Regions from separate parts of the Gossypium hirsutum genome. Here all the other regions are linked to region 2. The links are chromatin contacts, called in public Hi-C maps. All regions are on one chromosome and are shown on one strand. Each heading gives the region's core, a stretch centred on a gene start, on an enhancer-like site or on the middle of the called end of the contact. The rest is flanking DNA. Distances are from core to core; before and after follow the strand shown. Region 1 has its middle 8.9 kb from the start of LOC107901664. Region 2 holds the start of LOC107901617 (aspartate aminotransferase, chloroplastic). Region 3 holds the start of LOC107901666. Region 4 holds the start of LOC121218328. Region 5 has its middle 8.0 kb from the start of LOC107900076.

What was found. A called contact is a pair of places that touch in the nucleus more often than the background predicts.
Region 1: a contact with region 2 is called in a Hi-C map of leaf, with 2.8 times the contacts expected there. The contact joins the enhancer-like site here to the promoter of LOC107901617 in region 2. A contact is called at or near these places in 4 of 34 Hi-C or Micro-C datasets (anther, hypocotyl, leaf and 1 more).
Region 3: a contact with region 2 is called in a Hi-C map of leaf, with 3 times the contacts expected there. The contact joins the promoter of LOC107901666 here to the promoter of LOC107901617 in region 2. A contact is called at or near these places in 11 of 34 Hi-C or Micro-C datasets (callus, hypocotyl and leaf).
Region 4: a Hi-C map of leaf shows a contact between it and region 2, with 1.6 times the contacts expected there. The contact joins the promoter of LOC121218328 here to the promoter of LOC107901617 in region 2. A contact is called at or near these places in 2 of 34 Hi-C or Micro-C datasets (callus and leaf).
Region 5: a contact with region 2 is called in a Hi-C map of leaf, with 2.1 times the contacts expected there. The contact joins the enhancer-like site here to the promoter of LOC107901617 in region 2. A contact is called at or near these places in 5 of 34 Hi-C or Micro-C datasets (anther, fibers, leaf and 1 more).

What each region holds. Positions count from the first base shown.
Region 1 is chrD06:24,423,850-24,426,549 of Gossypium_hirsutum_v2.1, reverse strand. No RefSeq gene overlaps it. Among protein-coding and RNA genes, the nearest start is that of LOC107901664, 8.9 kb to the left of the region's middle. Within about 2 kb of position 1,344, at least 7 of the 9 cell types and tissues checked have an H3K27ac peak or open chromatin away from gene starts, as enhancers often do. A contact at or near this core is called in leaf, where this site is marked.
Region 2 is chrD06:24,176,343-24,179,042 of Gossypium_hirsutum_v2.1, reverse strand. It overlaps LOC107901617 (aspartate aminotransferase, chloroplastic), which reads left to right and starts at 1,443. Exons shown (of 11, transcript XM_016827695.2): 1 at 1,443-1,921; 2 at 2,016-2,075; 3 at 2,491-2,685. The coding sequence starts at 1,850.
Region 3 is chrD06:24,399,476-24,402,175 of Gossypium_hirsutum_v2.1, reverse strand. LOC107901666 reads right to left here and starts at 1,442. Exons shown (of 1, transcript XM_016827754.2): 1 at 1-1,442. The coding sequence starts at 1,345. The coding sequence ends at 266.
Region 4 is chrD06:23,983,951-23,986,650 of Gossypium_hirsutum_v2.1, reverse strand. It overlaps LOC121218328, which reads right to left and starts at 1,263. Exons shown (of 1, transcript XM_041095417.1): 1 at 389-1,263. The coding sequence starts at 1,083. The coding sequence ends at 580.
Region 5 is chrD06:24,328,315-24,331,014 of Gossypium_hirsutum_v2.1, reverse strand. No RefSeq gene overlaps it. Among protein-coding and RNA genes, the nearest start is that of LOC107900076, 8.0 kb to the left of the region's middle. Within about 2 kb of position 1,449, at least 3 of the 9 cell types and tissues checked have an H3K27ac peak or open chromatin away from gene starts, as enhancers often do. A contact at or near this core is called in leaf, where this site is marked.

The DNA.
Region 1 (2,700 bases), core at 95-2,594, 250 kb before region 2:
TATTTTATAATTAAATTAAATATTAATTTTTTTTATGAATGTTAATTGAGTCTAATCAAATCGTTTGGTTCAACAGAAATCTCAACTCGATAAATAGTATAACTCATATTTATTTGAAAAAATAAGATAAAAAATTCGATTAATAAAGAATTAATACTTTGTCTTATCTATGTTTCTCGTAATTTTTTAAATCTGCAAAATCAATAATATAATATAATTATTTTATTAATAAGAGATAAATCTCAAAATTATACATGAACTTTAAGTTGGTTCAATTGAACACATGAAACTTTAATTATGGTTCAAATGTATACATAAAACTTTAACATTGATTCAATTATACACATTTAAATAAATAAATAAATACATCAATTTATTTTTATATTGGATAAATATAATTATTGCAATAAACATAAAATTATGTTATATCAGTAATTGTGTTAATAGTTTGTGAGAATTTGATCAAATCAAAATTTCATGTTTGCACAAAATCAAAGTTGTGATATAAAATTACACATAAAACCAAAGTTCATATGTAGTTTTGACATTTATCCCTATTAATAATGTTTCTGTTCAATCTTGAATATAAAATTATGTTTGTAATAGGCCAATTTTGGCCTGGCTAAAAACCAACATCCCAAATACATTTGGCCCAATTGGCCCAAAATTAACCCTAGCCCACAACATGTTTTCAGTAGCAATGGAAGTAGAAACCGCAGATCGCGCCGCTCGCACGTTCTCCATCTGCAACAACGGCCCCATCACCCCACGTTCAGCGATTCCTCGCATCCACCATGCATGTTTATCCTACAAATGAACCAAGAACAGTATTATAGAAGAGAGAAAAAGGGGGGGGGGTTTGAGTGTTTTGCTTCTGTAAAGAGTGGCTATAAAAGCCAATCGATTTTATAAAAGTGGGGGGAGGATGTGTTGAAAAGTATTGAAGAAAACAGAAAAACAGAGAATAAAAAAACCAATTTTGAAGGTATTGAGTGGGTTCCGATTTTCCTTTCTCTTTACTGTTTTGTTCCTTTTTTATTTTCTTCCTTGTTTTTTAAAACAAATAAACGAAATAACGAGGGAAAAAGAGAAGTTTCTTACCAGTAGAGGCACGCCGTCGGGATTCTTGCTGGTTCTCGGCGTGAGGAGCGGGGAATGGACTGGTTGCTGTGGCTGCATTTGAAATAGAATAATTTTTAGGGTTTGAAATGGGTTTTATTGGCTGCAAATGAAATGGATTTTAACTTTTAAACATTGATGGGTTATTTTGTTTTTAATCCTTCCATTTTATCCTATCATTTCATAACCATTTTTTTTTGTTTTCAAATTTTTCCATGAAATATCGAATCTGTTTTATTTTAGTCCAGTGCTGTGTAGTGTTTTTGGGTAATTTTCTCCTTCGACCCTCCCCCTATTACGCGTGTTTTAAATTACTCCCTTTCTTGTTTTGATTTTCAAATTCAGCTCTCAAATTCTGTTTTTTTTAATTTAATCCTTAATTTGTTATTTTTAGCTTTTATTATATTGTTAATACTGTTTATTTATATTATTATTACTGTATTATTATTAGTTTATTATTATATTATATATTATTATATACTTACTTATATATGCGTATATGCATATTAATACATATATTTTTTTTAATTTTTTAAATATATATACTATATACATATTTTATTATTATTTTATTTTCACAGTTTTATATATATATATACATTTATATTTCATAATCTTTATATGTTTTCCCAATTGTATAATTTATATGTTTATACAATTTTTTATAACATGTACATATATTTTTTTTATACTCTATTCAAAGCTATTATAAATATTTTCCACGTTTTTATATTTACTAATATATTATACTTATACTTTTTTTTAAGAAATGTATGAATATATTTTATATGTATTTTATTATTGTTTCATTTTTATGACTTATGTATTCATATAGATATATGCATTAACATTTTATAATACTTATGCATTTTTTTCCTCTTATATCCATACTCATATTTGCAAAATTCGTTTATATATCATACTTATGTATACATATAATTTAAATTAAAGTTTGTTTCATATTGTACATTAACTTTTTAACATACCTTTTAAAAATATATATTTTGGTTTCGTCGAAACATTAAAATCATTTTCTTTCGATTCAAAAGCTTTAAAATAATGCAATAATCGATATTCGGGATTTTCGAGGAAATTGAGCCCTAACGTATTGGGTTCTAATTTTCTTTATTAATCCTAAATAATCGAGAATATTCTTTATTCAAAATGCATAAGTATACAAATCATTTTCGGGAATTTAATTTGTTGTGTCCTAATGTATTGGGCATGACATATTGCTTTCTCGAAATGAAGATTTTCTTATAAAATAAAGCAAAATTCAAAGTTTGGGGATTTTGAGATATTGTACCCTAACGTATTGGGTTTCGATTTCTTCGTCTGACTTAAACATTTGATTATCCTTTTTAGATTTCATCATTTGAGTTTTTTTTTAAATCTTTTTACCCTTGACACTAAGACATTAAATAATCAATTTGGTACCGATTTTTGGGCGTTACGAGGGTGCTAACCCTTCCTCGTGCGTAACTGACTCCCAAACTTGTTTTCTTAAAATTCGCAGACCAGAATCGTTTTTAAGGTGAGCCGATCATACCTCAATAAAGGATTAGTGGCGACTCTAATTTT
Region 2 (2,700 bases), core at 194-2,693:
TGGCCTTATTCATTGAATTTCAAGGTGCTTGGTACAAACATATCCTAATTCTAAACATTTTAAGAAAACTAATCTTATTCTACCTACTTAGTCCTATTCTTATCCAATTACTAATATTTAAGTTTATTTAAATTACAATAAATTACAACAAAATTAACATATTTTGTCAATTATCAGGTGTTGCTGTCGTATTCATCCATCAGTTCCATGAGTCTACACTTGGACGTTCTGACTCTTGGTTGTCCGTTTGAATTTGTCCAACGTCCGTCATGCCACTACACTTTACTCTGCTTGTCTCGTTCTTTAAATTTGCTCTTTCGTCCTACATTTATTATAGAATCTACCTTTCCTAAATCAAGGTTGTTAGAGCAATTTATAGATATCTCATAACATGTGTTCCTTGACTTTTTCTCATTTCCCTCATTCTATAGGTTACCACATTTAAATAATTTGGTCTCACCATTGATTTTCATGGTTAATTCATTATTTTCTAAGTTGATGGTAAACCTAGATGTGGCTAGAAAACGTCTTCCTAACAGAATAGGGATTTCACGGTCTTCCTCAATGTCTAGAATTACAAAATTGACCGGGATGATAAAATTACACACCTTAACCAAAACATATTTAAGCACTCCTTTCGGTTGTACTGAAGACCTGTTAGCCAGCTGTAGTGTGATATGTGTGTTTTTGAGTTCCCCTAACCCAAGTTTCTTATATATTGATAAGGGCATTAGATTGGTATTGACTCCTAAGTGACACAGGGTCTTACTAAAATGGATGTCCCCTATCTCCATTGGAATTGTGAAACTCCTCAGGTCTTTTAATTTTGGGGGAATTTGCTTTTTGATTATCGTACTACAGGATGTGTCTAAGTTAATTTGGTCTCCCGTTTTAAGTATCCTACGCCTAACCAGTATTTCTTTTAAGTATTTAGTGTATTTTGAAATTTTCCCTATTAATTCAATAATAGGTAAATTAACATTAAACGATTTAAATAAGTTTAGAGAACTTAAAATTTCGCTTTATCTCATCTCCATTTATCTTCTAACCGTGCAGGAAATGGTATCTTTGTGAGGACGGGTTTTGTGTTCTGCTCATCCTCCGACTTAGCTACTGGCTCGACTATCGTTTCTAGCTCTTGTTTAGTATCATCTTGTCGAAGGATCTCCTCTTGAAGATCATTGGCACCCTCTTTGTCCTCCTTGAAGTTAGATTCTATCAAAATTAGATTCCAAATTATACGTGATAGAATTTTACAATGTCACGTCATATTTTTTGGTGAATTATATGTGACTAGCACAACTCGAAATCATGTCACAATTGATACGGTGAACACCTTAACCATCAGACCAACACACGAAATTTTAAAGTGTCACGTCGTTAAACTTTCACATTTATCAAGTTAGATACTTAAATAGACATTATTCTCAAATTTATGTAACGAAGTGGAAAAAAATATAAATTCCAAAACAGGCATAATTACCGATTCCTGAGGCTAATACTTCAGCCGTTGTTATGGACACTCATCAACACAACATCGGACACGATCGTGAATCATGAACCCTAAAGATCTTAATCAACGTCAACTAATGGTAAAGCCGCTTATGAGCTGAAAAGTGGCAAACGACTATACCCCTAAAGACGATTTCATCACAGTGCACACACACAGTCTCTACCAGCTCGATCCCAACGGCAGAGCATTTCACAGTGTTTTGGCTGAAAAAATCAAAAACCCATTTTGATCGCCAACACCACCACCAAAGTTTTCGCCTTGATCCCATCGCCCCCTTTTGCCTCTACTAAACCCCTTATCTCTAATCCTTGCTATTACCAATTTGTTGATTTCATTATGGCTTCCACACTGCTCTCTTTGGCTTCTGCCACTCCCTCTGCTTCACTTTGTTTTCATGAAATTAACAAGGTATTTCTAATCCCTTTCTTTCAATTTCATTTTTTGTTTCTGTTTTAGATACTGATTTGATTACTGAGAAAATGGAAATATATGTTTCCCACAGGGAAAATTGAATCTTGGGTGCATCAACAAGGAAAAAACCAATCCTTTCATCAAAGCAAAGGTACTTTTTTTACCCCTTTCCATTTCCATTTAAAGATCAACTCTTTATGTCCAGTATGGTTATGTAATTGTAATTGTAATTATGATTAAGGGGTTATGCTCCAGGTTCCTGTACTTTGTGCCCTTTTGAAATTTAGTCGCTTTACTTTTATTTCAATTCAGATTTAAAATTGTAAGTTCATTTGTTGAAACAATTAAAAATATTCCATTAAATTCAAGTTGATCACAATGTCAAGTGAGTGTTTTTTTTTTTTAATTTCAAAATGTCACTCTTGCAAATTTAACTGAAGTTGGACTTAAATTTAGAAACCTGAAAACTAGAGGGACTAAATTCCAAATGTACAAAGCATACAGGGACTTGGAGCATAATTCAATTTTTTTTGGCCTCTATGTTTGAATTGTTTTGTTGTTTGCAGTCTTTTGGTCGAGTCTCTATGGTTGTGGCTTCCAATGTGTCTCATTTCGAGGGTATTACAATGGCTCCCCCTGATCCAATTCTTGGGGTGTCTGAAGCTTTCAAAGCAGACGACCATGAGTTGAAACTCAACCTTGGTGTTGGAGCCTATAGAACTGAAGAGCTACAGCCTTATGTGCTTGATGTGGTTAAAAAGGTAAGTATTTTTTTC
Region 3 (2,700 bases), core at 193-2,692, 220 kb before region 2:
TACAACTAAAAAGAAACTAGCAAAATACAACCATCTTGTTGGGTGGAGTAATGAGTGATAAGGTATGCGAGGTCTCTTACGCACAAATCTTTTGGAATTCAATTCAATCGGGATCGAATGTAGCTACTAAATTGGTAAAAGGTTGAGTCATGGATCTCTACAATTATAATTTACTTACTGTGCTAAGTTCTAAAAACAAATGGGGTTAGTGATAAATAGAGACTAATAATGTTATGAACACACACAAAAAAAAGGCACAATCTTTTCAGTTTCTCCAGGCATAAACAAGCAAAGAGAAGCCCATGGGAGCACATAACTCACTCTCCTCAACGCTTTCCCACTCCATTACCGAAGAGCTGCACCCCGAAGAAGCCGAAGACATCGAAATGGAGGAAGACGAAGAACTCCTAGCACTCCTCAACAAGCTTCTCCTTTTCTTCTTCCATTCAATCCCATCACTACACGGACTTTGCTGCCCCAAAACCACACCCTCCTTGAAAGGATCCTCCATGGTTTCAGTGCCTTGGTTCTCGAACTTGAAGATGAAAACGGCTGGACGCCCATTGTTGCCATCTTTATCGGACAACCAGCTGTAGACATCCCACGAGACTCCTATCCATACCCCATCCACTTCAATCCTCTCATTCCCTCTAAATTTCCATTTAAGCCGCTTTATTTGCAATACCCTTTTGTTATCCACGCTCAAGCACAGCCTTGCATCCTCGTTTACCCTACAATCGATCGAGATATCCCTTAATTTGCCTCCGAATCTGGCTTTTGTGTTGTAAACTCTGCTCCCCAACACGTGCTCTTTTCTCAAAACAAGAGTTTGGCTGCCTCTACTCCCAGGGTTTTGAGCTCTAGTTCGAGTATAAGCTTCCTTGGTAGCATCGCCGACGAGAAGCGTCATTTCACCGTCGACAACGACGGCAACGAAGAACCCAGAGTCGGGTTCAGGTCCGGATCCGAACTTTGCCCTTGAAAGGTCCCAGAAAATTTTCACATTAGGGACAGTGGCGCTGCTGACGTTTTTACAACCTTTTTTCTTCCAAAAAGCAAAGGATTTGATATTGAGATGAAAATGGAGGGCAGAGGATGAAAGGACGGAGAGAGGAGAAGAGGGAAGGTGGTGGTGATGGTGGTGGTGGTGGAGGTGGAGGGAGTGGCCAAGGAAGGTGCGGGACCAGGTTAAGGAAAAAAGGCCTATATTTGTGTCGTAGAGACTTGTAGCGAGGCTAGTTTTAGCGGCGGATTGTGGCGACGGCATATGGCGGTTGTCTGCGGCGGCGGAAGGGCGGAAGCAAGAAGGGAAGGGCGGAAAATGGCGGTAGCGTTGGGGGGACATTATTTAATTTTGTTTGTGTGCGAATTTGAAGGGGGCCTTTTTATGGAAGCTATATATGGGGATTGGGGATGGACAAAGAAGGAGACTTTACATTTCCTACCTGACAATCTAATGACTTTTTTATCATTAAATAAAAATAACTTTAATGGTTTAATCACAAAGCCGGATTAATGAGTTAAAATAATACTACAAGGCACAAAACCTTTAGTTATCATACCAAATTTCTTTCTATTAAGTATTATTTAAAGATAATTCTAGATCCAATTTCAACCCATTTTTTAAACCTCGGATTATTTATAAGATTAAATTAAGTTGGATTTGTATGAGTTTAGATTGATTATAGGTTATATTTTTAAGTTTAAGTCTTACCATATTTATTTATTCAAACGTCTAAATATATTTCGGTTTTTAGTCCATTGTTACTCTTAAAATACTTGAAAATGAGATGCAGCCTTTGATCTTGGCATCTTCTCTCAATTTGATTTCTGAATTTTCTTTTTGTCCACCTTTAAAAATATATATAAAATCTAAGAAAATCTAAAATGATATTTAAAAAAGGGGTTGAGTAAGCTCAAATTAGACTTGCTTTACATTTGCATGCTCATTTAGGGTTGTATAAGCGAAAACTCAAAATCATTATATGCAATTTGATTTATTTAAAAGAGGACCATTTTTACCTTTTAAAAGTAAAACGGATGAACCTACTTTAATTACAACACGTTTTTAATCCATCAACCAAAGTGTTCATCACGTGACCAAAACTAACAACTAAAATGGATGGTATGATATTGTAATTACAAGATTTGGATTTCTCTTCAATAATTACCATGAATTATATTGGATTTGGTTAATTATATTTTAATGTAAATTTTAAAAAAAAAATTAAAAGTCATCATGATTAACTATCCGTGTAATTTTCTATTCTCACCCATTTATCTAAGAACGGAAGAATGTAATTTGATGGTCCAATTACTCTGAATTCAATTATTTAGTTGCTTTCTCAATACATGATGAATTTCTTTTAATTTTAAATATTTGATATTTTAATATTCAAATATCTTATTTAAAGTTTCAATGTTAAAAAAAATTTAAATTTAATAAAGGTCAATTAATAGTATTATCCATTTGACGTTTATTTTTAAACTTGATAATTGCATCAAACATCCCATTATCGAGGTTATGTAAATTAGGTTCTTCCATTATATCGCTAATTTTACTATTAGATGTCACATCATATCTTGTTTGATATAATTTAAAATGAATATTGTAAAAATGAATATTTTAAAAATATTAGTTTTGAGGTTTTTGAAGATTTTATAGAAGCTTTTAGTTGACTCTTTCTTCTCTTTTATCTT
Region 4 (2,700 bases), core at 14-2,513, 190 kb after region 2:
TAATAATGTACGTTGAACCAAAGTTCATTTGTAATTTTGCATTTTATCCCTTCTTTTATAAGAAAAAATTGATTGAACTCGTAAAATTTTAATGAGGCATGTAGTAACTTACATGACAGTTCACGCATACTTAATAAAACTTCATAAAAATTTTAAAAGAACCATCTACATCAACAATAAAGTAAACATAAATTGTAATACGGTATACACAAGATACCATGTCAACACCGTTTAAGTTTTTAATAGTCCAGTGAGTTTTGTTTTAACAAAAAGTAATATAACTGACGATTGAAGATCGAGGAATAAAGTAATTTTAAAAGAGAAAAAAGGGGTTAAAAACCAAAGTGATAAAAGAATAGGAGGTAAGATTGTAATTATGCCAAACAAGTAACTACACCCAAACAAACCGATTTTCATTAACATTTATCATTCATATGACGATTATGAACAATGTACAAAAAGAATGGTCTTACTCAACAATTCAGGGCAAATAAACTTATAAACCAATGTAATGGTAAAATTTCTTTTTGACCCCCTCAAAAAAATTATATTAAATTTAAGCCCCCAACCTCTCTCTCTCTACCCTTTGTTGATCCCACATGGAGCTGCAAATCTAGCAGAGAAATCAAGGAAAGCAGCATCAGCTTCTCTATGGATCCCTTCATCGAAATTGAGTTCATAGCTCTGAATATCATACTGCATCTTCATCGTCGACCTCCTTTTTTTGTTGGCTCCATAAACGCTGAACCTTCGTATGAAATTCTTCCACTTGGGCCCTGCCAATACCTCCGATACCTCTTTCAGTTCCTTGGCTTTCCTCTTCAACCAGCTTTCTTTTGCCTCTTCTTGTTGCAGCAAGTACCCCTGCCCTTGGAGCCGGAACCGCCACCGGAAAAGTCCCCGGAAACAACCGCAGCCGAAGGACGAATCCGGGTCTTCGAAATCTTGGGAGTAGTCTTCGTTTCCGTCGTTTCTTAATGGCCAGGTTTCTTTGGCGTGGGTTGGTTTTTCTTGTGGTGCGGCGGCCATGGGAGGATGATTTTTGAGAGCAAAGAGGAATGCAGGGATTATAAAAAGAAACATCCAAAGCCACAAAAACCGGCATTTGCCGTCCAATTTACAGCTCACTTGCTTTTAAGCCAATGCGGATCCAGCTGCTACTTGACCGTTAAAAGGGGCCAGAGCCTAATCTTTATTTTAATTTGTCCTTATGTCAATTAATTTCTTGCTGTTGGGATGACTTTAAATAAATTTGTATTCTTTCTCATAACATCCTTAATTTGCTTTTTGGAATCAGACTATAGTGATGGATGGATTTTTTGGATCAAAAATCCATTTACATACAAAAATAAATAAATTTATTCAATAAAAAAACAAAATATGAGATTAAAAGTAATTCAACCGATTTATAATGTTTTTATTGTTTATTTTATTATTATTGAATCCATGACTAGTTTGACAGTTAATATAGTTTTTGAAACGTTTATACCAACCACTCACCTACTATGTTTTTCTTTCAAAAATCATCTTAGATTTCAATTAAAATATATGAACTGGAGACCTTGCTAGAAGGAAATCGAATATCCAACTGTTGCTGCAAATCATTGGTTTTGTGTATTATATGGTTTGTTTGTTTGCATCAACTGAATAATTAATTTAATATTAAATTTATCATTTACATGTTCTATTATAGAAATATAATTAGGAGAAAATGTAATAAGGTAGACATTTTAGGTTAGAGATATTTATGAATAATTTAGAAATTAATATATAGATCTTTTTCTTCTTTTATTTCTTTTTTTTGTTTTGTTTTGTCTAGCGCACGCCTTTTTCTCCCTCTCACAATTTTTTTTATTTTTTTTTCATTCATTCGGTGAGTTTTCTCTCTTTTTAATTTGCAGATATATTTTGCGAGTATTTTTTGCCATCTTTACAAATAGTGATGAATAGATGATGGTGTTTATCGTTGCTGAAACTCCACTATCCACCAGCAATTTCTTTGCCATCAACTTCTTAATCTGTTTCTTTTTTTAGAGTATTTCAGAATAACCTATAGTGTCTTTTAAGTTTTATATGTTTTTTTATTTGTTTTATATTGTTTAGTAAGTTTTCGTTTTTTTGAAGTTTTTTTTTTCTGCTCTTGTAACTCTTTTTTGGTGTTGCTTGTGTATAAAGTCTTATTTATGGATTTAGTCTTGTTTTTGTAAGTGATTTTAGGGATGATTTTGCATGTTTTTCAAAAAAGCATACACCTATTGCTTTGGACTATTCGGGGCTGATTTTCTTATTACATTAAGTAATTGCAATCACTCTAGATATATTGTGCTTAAGTTGTTACAAAGTCAATTGTCAATATACCATAATGTTTTATTGATGCTGAAGTATTTATTGTGCTGATAGAGCTCGTCTTTCACTGCCTATGATGAATATTTTTTTTTCTTCGAATTGTATAGTCCCATTCATAGAATAAATTAATGAACTTCCTTCTAATATATATATATATAATATCTGGAGAATATTCATTTCGTGAATGGAACTAATGAGCTCAGCCATGTGTTGAATGTATTATTGCAAAACATTGTAAGTAGGAAGTAATCAACGGATTAAGACCCCGGTGATGATTTTGGGTTTTTATCCCAAATTAGGTTGACTCAGTAGATGGTCCTAATATCCCAATTGTAAAGAACAAAATGATTTTTT
Region 5 (2,700 bases), core at 200-2,699, 150 kb before region 2:
GAGCACGGAAACGGGTGTGTGTCCAGGCCGTGTAACTCACTATTTACATTTTGGAACCACAGGGGCAGTGGATACGGGTATGTGTCCAGGCCGTGTGGACCACATGGGTAAGGACACGGACATGTGTCCAGGTCGTGTGGCATATAAATGATCTTGGTCTCCTCGATGTTTGAATGATCTGAATTTGAGTTTGAGTTTCTGAGGCCATGTGTGTGGTCGACACTGATCTTGGTCTCCTCGATGTTTGAATGATCTGAGTTTGATTGTATGAGGGCTCTTTGAAGCTCTATGATTGAAATATGTATAGCATAACTACATATATGTATGGTGATAGCTATATCTGATATTGAACTGTACTCTATAAAAGTGGATATAGTATACTGCATATGTATGGGTTAGGATTCTGTGAAGAAGGAAGTACTTTGATCCAAACTAATGGTTAAGCTATTGGCGGGTAACTCTGAATCTGGCGCTTTGACGCATACTGATTTGGCAGCTAAGCTAAGATCCTGTAAATGTGTTAGACAGACACTCTATCGTGTGTAGGGTTGGATGGGCATTGAACGCCCTAATGGTGTGTTGGGATGGTCGAAGATGGTGTGTAAAGGTTAGGGGTAGGAAAACTTACATATGAAAATGATCTGTTCTGTAAATGAAACCGAGATTGCTTCTGCTTCTGTAATTGAACTATTTTGTATCTGAACTGGAACGACTTCGTTTACTTAATCAAATCTTAGGAATTCGAGAATGCTCTTTCAATTGTATTACAATGAATGAACCTCTTATATGCATTGAGTTCGCAACTCATTATTTTCTGATTGAATTGCAGGTGGTTCACAAACTTGAACGGGTCAGTGTTGCGGGAGCTCGATCAAGTTTTTATCTTTCTTTTAAGTATTACTACTAAGAATTTCGGTATTCTATGATGTTATGGTATTTATGAAGATTATGTGCTTAGATAATTGTTGTGATGGTTAGTATGTGATGAATGATTTATTTTGACTGCGTTATAATTATGGTATTTTTAGTATGGATGATGTAACTCTTTGAACTTGGTCTAGACGTCTAGGCTGAGTTTAGGGTGTTACAGATATAACAGTATTTTTTAATAGATGAAATACCATTTGCAATTGATTTTTTTTTTTGTGAAAAATCGTTGAAACTAAAGACCGGAAGGTTTGACGTTTGAAGAGTGGAAAGATTGGGTTGTCAAAGTAAACAGTGAGGAAAAAAGAAGACAAGTCGACCCATTTGTTTGATTTAATTTGAAGACTCGAAAAGACTTTCAATAGCTGAATCAAAACGCGTTTTCTACAATTTACTGGCAATTTTGAATCTGAATTATCTTTGTTTTTGAATCCATTTTTGTCCCACCCACGAAGCTACTACAGTATTTAGGAGAGCAACAGGTGCCCCCCCCCCCAAATAATTATAGCATACAATATAATTATCTTGGATTGGTTGGATATAGTTCATAAATCCAATGGCACTTTATGATCGGTCCATTACCTGTCCACAATCCTTGTATTCATTGGATTTTTAAAATTTAATCCTCCTAATTATCTAATTTAGAAGAGTTCAAATACATATAAGTTTTGTATTCTTTGTAAATTTGCAATTTAATTTCTATACTTTTATTTTTAAAAATTTAGTCCTTCTATTTTTTAAATTATAGAAATCATGTTCAATTATTAACATCGATCAATTATTTTTTTTGTTAAATGTGTTGGTGTGACATTTTGAAATAAAAAAAACTCATTTGGTAGTCATATAACTAAAAAATGACATTTTAATGAATTTGAATTTTTTTAAAAAATTAATGGTGTTAATAATTAAACTTATATTTTTAAATTCAAAAAAGAGAGAAATTAAATTCTAAATGTAAAAAGAAAATGGGGAGTTTTAAGCATTTAAAATAAAAATTAGAATTGATAACATTCAGGGCCCAATATGAGGGGATGGGGCTTTGCCTCCTTGGTTACATGATTTAATTCCACGTTGAACGCTTCTTAAACCTAAGTAATTGTTTTATTAAATGAAAAGGGGAATTAAGTTTGTCCCACCCAAAAAATAATAATTTAATTGAACTTATTTTAACATAAATCCTCCCAAATATTTTAATGTAACCAAATTTATTGGCCTCACTATTAGTGGTTTATACATTTCCAGAATGACGTATTATGAACAAAAATAATGAATAATTTTAAAAATACATATAAATTATTTATAATTTTGTCAAAAGGAGAAATATTTAAATCCGAAATATATTTGGTGGTTAAGAGTAGCTGTTATAAATAAATTGATGGCATTTCTCACTAATTAATTAAGGTATTTTTTCAAAATAAATAAATAAATAAAATGGAGTTGTTGAGATAGTAGCACCAAATTATTGTTCAATGCCCCAACTCTCTAAATTTGAAACCTCAAAAGCATCTGGACATGAGTCAAGTACAACAAAAATAATAGGTAGGTCTACTATATGTTTTTCTAATCTAATTTTTTATATTACAATTTCATTACTTTTAATTTCTCTATTTTATTAATTGTTTGTTTCCAATCCCGTGAGTGCTAAAATTTTTCGGTAAATTAATAAATATAAGTACTCAAATTAAGTATGTTGTTTGATAAAATTAAATATCTTATTTTTTTAGAAAAAGATAATTTGTTTTAATTTATTAATTAAATAAAATAAAATAAATA